2 separate regions of the Canis lupus genome follow, and region 1 is linked to region 2. A link is a contact called in public Hi-C data. All regions are on one chromosome and are shown on one strand. The core of a region is the stretch at or near the end of the contact, and the rest is flanking DNA. Distances in the headings are between cores, read along the strand shown.

What was found. A called contact is a pair of places that touch in the nucleus more often than the background predicts.
Region 1: a contact with region 2 is called in a Hi-C map of blood, with 3 times the contacts expected there. The contact joins two enhancer-like sites. A contact is called at or near these places in 2 of 9 Hi-C or Micro-C datasets (both in blood).

Annotation. Positions count from the first base shown.
Region 1 is chr4:5,482,285-5,484,984 of UU_Cfam_GSD_1.0, reverse strand. It overlaps LOC111095432 (a long non-coding RNA gene), which reads right to left. Exons shown (of 5, transcript XR_005357761.1): 2 at 2,513-2,700. Among named protein-coding and RNA genes, the nearest start is that of IRF2BP2, 130 kb to the left of the region's middle. Within about 2 kb of position 1,399, at least 5 of the 20 cell types and tissues checked have an H3K27ac peak or open chromatin away from gene starts, as enhancers often do. A contact at or near this core is called in blood, where this site is marked.
Region 2 is chr4:5,310,041-5,312,740 of UU_Cfam_GSD_1.0, reverse strand. It overlaps LOC111095431 (a long non-coding RNA gene), which reads right to left. Exons shown (of 3, transcript XR_005357751.1): 1 at 950-2,700; 2 at 253-423. The region is part of intron 2 of LOC111095430 (a long non-coding RNA gene); the gene reads left to right. Among named protein-coding and RNA genes, the nearest start is that of TOMM20, 150 kb to the right of the region's middle. Within about 2 kb of position 1,435, at least 9 of the 20 cell types and tissues checked have an H3K27ac peak or open chromatin away from gene starts, as enhancers often do. A contact at or near this core is called in blood, where this site is marked.

The DNA of each region.
Region 1 (2,700 bases), core at 150-2,649, 170 kb before region 2:
AACCATCAATATCCAAGGGGAAAGTGACAGAGATGATCGCAGGCCAGGCCTGCTGCTCACCAGGAGGAGGAGGAGGAGGAGGAGGAGAAGGAGGAGGAGGAAGGATGGTGGCTACTTACGAGAATGCAAGCCTTAGTCCAGTAATTCCCAGCCGTTTTGCTACTGCTGTTCCTATCATGGTCTATTTTGATGCGTAATCCAGCCCAACCCGAAATATGTGTCCTATGGCTGACATCGTTAACTTTCCCTTAGCGCAAGTGTGATTCTGTTTGAGAATGGTTTCTGAATATAGAGAACTCTCTGACATCAAAAGAGTAAGATCAGAATGTCTGCTGAGCGTGGAGCCTGCCGCGGGGCTCCAACCCACGACTCTGAGATCATGACCTGAGCTGACAGTGAGAGTTGGACGCTTGATCGACTGAGCTGCCCCTAAAGGTTGTCAAAAAAAAAAATGTTTAAATTAAAAACAAGGGATCCCTGGGTGGCGCAGCGGTTTGGCGCCTGCCATTGGCCCAGGGCGCGATTCTGGAGACCCGGGATCGAATCCCACATCGGGCTCCCGGTGCATGGAGCCTGCTTCTCCCTCTGACTATGTCTCTGCCTCTCTCTCTCTCTCTGTGACTATCATAAATAAATAAAAATAAAATAAAAATTAAAAAATAATAAATTAAAAAAAAATTGCTGAGACTTTCTGAAAAGAAAAGAAAAAAAATGTCTGCCAGGGCAACCAGAAAGTTCTAGAAGATCACTGAAGGAGATCTGGGAATGGGAAGTGAGATGAGGAGGGCAAAGCCTCAACCCTCCGGAGTTCCTTCCTGGGGTAAGAGGCCAAGTGGAGTCTAGAAGAAGAGAAGCAACCCCCAAACCAGCCCTGGCTGGGCTGGGAGTGGTCCGTATGGAGGAGAGAGGCCTCAGGCCCCGGGCAGTGCCGACACATCCCTGCTTCTCAGGAGGAAGAAGGTGCAGCCTGCTCTTACCTCTAATTTGCTTTCTGGACTGTGAGGAGCTCTCCCACGGTTTCTTCTGTGTGTTTTATTGTTGTTGTTTTTATAGAGGGGAGTGGGGGAGGGCCAGAGGGAGAGAGAGAGTCTCAAGCAGGCTCCACATCCCGCAAGGAGCCCAATGGGGGACTCGATCCCATGACCCTGATATCATAAACCGCAGCCGAAACCAAGAGTCGGCCGTTCCACCACTGAGCCGCCCGGGCGCCCCTGCCCCCGGGGGTTTCCTCTATGTAAACGATCATCAACAGTGCCCTGGGCCTACACATTGCACAGACCAGGCCTGATATTTTAAACCCTTTCCGTTCACGGAGCATTTTATGCTTGGCTTTGTTCTGCTCTCCAATTTCCTACTTCACCAGCGGGGCTCTGAAGAGTCGCACGTGGTCGATAGGGAAGTGCCGTCTGAGCAGCTCTAAGAGGCCATCCCCTCTTTGCACATCTCTAGTTTCGGGCGAGGAGATCAATTATAGGCTTTTACATAAGAAGGCTAATGCGTTTTCAAAGCAGGCAGATCGCCCTCCCATGTTTTGACAGTTTGGCTTTAGTTGAAATATAATTAAACTTTTCTAAGACAAGGGCTTTGAAACTCCATCTACACACTGTTTACATGTCTTTTTTCTTTTTTTCTTTTTTTTTTTTTTTTTTGCTTGAGAGTTGGGTTCTTACTTGCTGCAGTACAATTAATTCGCCCTTCACCTTCTGCACTCAAAACAAACACTGGTTTTCAGCGTTGAGCTTTTATACTCTGCATAGCTGAGAGTGGAAAAAATAACATCTGAAACAGGATGGGCTTTTGATGCTACCTCCTTATGACAGACACGTTTGAAAACCACCGCTGGTGAGTCACTCACATTCTGTGCATACCCTCTCCAAGGAGCAGGAAGTGTGGGTATTTGAAACCCTTAGGCCATGAGAAGTTTTCAGATGCGTTTTAAGGATTGGCCAGCAACCCCTCCCAAGCACGAGCGTGCAGTGGCCTTGCTAAGTGTGGACCAGCCTTCCGCCAGCCTCTCTTCCTTTGTTCTCCTTGCCCTGGTTTTGCTTTTCTGCTAGCAAGCCAGGTCTGTTAAGTACAGAGCTAGCGAATTTATAAAACCAACAAAAACATTAAAAAAAAAAAAAATCGGCAATGACAACAATCAGAGCCTGGCGGTTGGTAGGGCGGGTGGGGGCAGGCAGATGGTGCAACAAGATGTCCCCAGGCGGCTCGCTGGGGACCCAGCCTTGTGGCTCTGTGGCCAAAAAGAAATAAAGAAGTCGGGTCCCAGCCAGTGCTTTCACTTCTAACCCGACTCATCAGCTGTGGGTAATGAGTCCCCACGCCTCTGCTTCACTATCTCCAAAGGCCAGAAGAACAAGAAAGGGGATGGGGTAGGGGTGGGGGGCTGGGGGGATACAACTGAACTAAACTGAAAGGACTTTAGATGAGAGATTTAAAAAAGAAAGAAAACAAGAACTTGGTGGAAATGAGCCAGATGTTGCCATGAAAGAAGTTCTTAAATCCTAACCTTGTTTGGGGAAAGGAAGGAGTCCCAGGGAAGGATGAGTTTCTGAGGATGATGAGCCCCCAGAGGGAGACCTTGGCGTCCCCCGTGTGGATGGAAGTCTTTCCAGAACATCAGCGTCTGATATCACCAGAGGGAGTGATCTGGAGGGTGGTGGATTCACGGGACCATCCACTTTGCGTTTACGCTTG
Region 2 (2,700 bases), core at 186-2,685:
ACAATACACATACACATGGTACACATGCACACATACAGCACCCAGGCAAACACATAGTACCCATGCACACAGCATTCATTCACACACACAGCACCCATGCACACACACCACAACACCTATGCATAACCCAGGAAGTAGCTCTTGCTTTCAGCATCACCTTAACATTTGGGCAGTTATTAGCTCCCACACTTGGCAGGATTACATTTCCTTGTGGCCCCAATGACATGATTGGGGCAGATATATTGGGCTTACCAAAGAAAGAGAGAGCAGCCTGACATGCAAACATCCCAGGTAGATCATCGGGGCCCAGACAAGGGAATCAGTAAAGATGGGTTCGTTTGGTGAGACTCGGCATGTGACACTGGTAATTTACTGGAACAGTAAAATACACACTTCTTCCTTATGTTATCTTCTTTGAATTCACTGAAAAATGAAAGGAACTCGTGGGCTGGGCCAAATAGCATAGATAACACGTGAGTGTGTGTACATACGTACATAGATGCATGCACACATATGGATATGCCTATGTGCTTATGATGTGTAACAAAAAATACAGCCACAAGGATTTTGGGAGGAATTTGGGTGTGGAAATGGCTTCTACCTGTTTGCCTCTGTCTCCCCTTGACAGAGAGCAGGAGCACCGGCCACTTAAAAGCATGTCCAGCCCACCAAGCTGTCCCCACTGAATCCCCTCCAGGGCAGACAGGAGAACCCCTTTCTGAAGTTTCTTGTAACACAGAGTGTTTCCAAGGCCTAGGACAGCCCACGCATCTAGCCAATGGAGCTTTCTGTGCTGTGGTCAGTTAGCAGGGTCCCCCCGGAATGGCATCTGTTTTCATGTTTCCGAACAGAAGCATGTATATACTGGGAGCTTCCCCGGAGACCACCCCAAGCAAGCCTCTCAGTTGGCCGTGAGACAGTTGGGTTTCCAGAAGGACACAGCATTTACCTGGGCTTTACACTCCCAGAAGGCGGAGGACACAGAGACATTCCAGAGGGTTTAAAAAAAAAAAAAAAAATCATACAGTTTCTAAAGAGCTTCTCATTATGAATCCAGCTTCACAAGCAGATTCATCAGACACAGGCTCACTGAAAAATGTGCCAGGATGGATGCTTTTTTTTTTTTTATTTTTTTATTTTTTATTTTTTTAGCTTGGGGTTTTCAGGGTGGGATTTTTGAGGAGTGGGAGGGAAGCTACTAAGTCAAGATGAACTCCTTCAGAGCACGGGCAAAATTCCCTTTTCAATCACCGGTTTAGAGAAAAGAAAAAAAAAATGACAAAGTCACACAAGAGAGGAAATGAAAAGGGAAATTTTTAGACTTCTCATCCGTCCAGAAAGCCCCGGGCCTGTTTCAGAGGCCGGTCAGGGCAACTGTCGGGCCTGCGGTCACCGCGCTGCAATCCCAGGAGGCCTTGCGTCACCGGCAGCCTATCAACAAGGAAGTACGATCCCTAACCGCGAGCCTGCTTCTTTTCGAAGCCCGCATGTTGCTTTAGAGGGGTTTTAAACAAGAGACTTTCCTGTTTTTGCAACCTGCGAGTCCACAGTCCGTACAGGTTACTCAAATTACCTTATCGCTTAGAGCAACCCCTGGCATGAATTTCAAAACTGCTTACGGCAGCCCTCCCCTCCCGGACACGCGCGCCCGTCGACTCACCGAATCCGCATTTACAGTGTCGTGGTGCCAACTGCTGACACAGAAGAAAAACACACTAGTTATACATTAAGCTTTACGGTTAAAGCATCTGTGCCAGGCCCCGTCCAAACAGCATTTATTCACCGACCAGAAGGCAGGATAACCACAGCGTAGAAAACCCAACGGGAGCGGCTGTGCAGCCAGACCTGCGTGCCTTAATCCAGCCCCGCTATCCTTTGTGCAAGCGCGTACATGCGAGTGCAAATGCAGTGTCCCAGATCAGCACGATTCAGGGGGAAACAATTAGATTTATCATAGGATGTGCAGCAGCAAATCTATTGGAAAATGTTTTCACACAAGCAGAAGGCATCCCAAACCAACTAATAAGGTTGCTGGAAAATAAATGTAAAAAGGCGTGGGCTGAGGACTCTATGGGACCGTCCGATTTAAATCCTCCGTGGTGGGCGGAGGCAGACTTGTTTTTCCCTTGAGCAAATAAAAAGGCTCAGATTAAAGAGTGCACTGGAGAACTGATGAACTGAAGCCACAAACAAACGTCTCTCTTTCCTGCTCCGCAGCAGCTCAAGAGAGATGTGCCAAACCCAACAACTGCATTTGATAGCCATCTCCTGGTTTAACTTTGACCCTGGCCAGTGGCCACTTGGCGTTGCTCAAGCAATGCCTGCAGAATCCATCCTGAGCTCCCTTGCTAGAAGCATCCACCTTCACAGTTGCTGAGCTGAAGTTAGCAGAGGGCTTCCAGAAGGTGGTGCACGTTCTGCTTTCAGGAGCTGCCCAATCGGAGCAAGGATGAACAATTGGTGACCTTTACTCTGCAACGAGCGCTGGTGACCTCGAAGCTGACTTCACAGAATCCACATGGCAATCATGAATCTAGCAGACACTTATCTAACCTCACACTTTTCTGTCTTTTGGGGTTAGAATCAACACTTAGCTCATCAAAAAGACATGCACCGCCCCAAAAGAACCTGCTTTCTGTTTGTGGATACTGGTATTTTGTTTATCTTGTTTTGCTTTTCTGCATTCCGAGCAATCTGCTA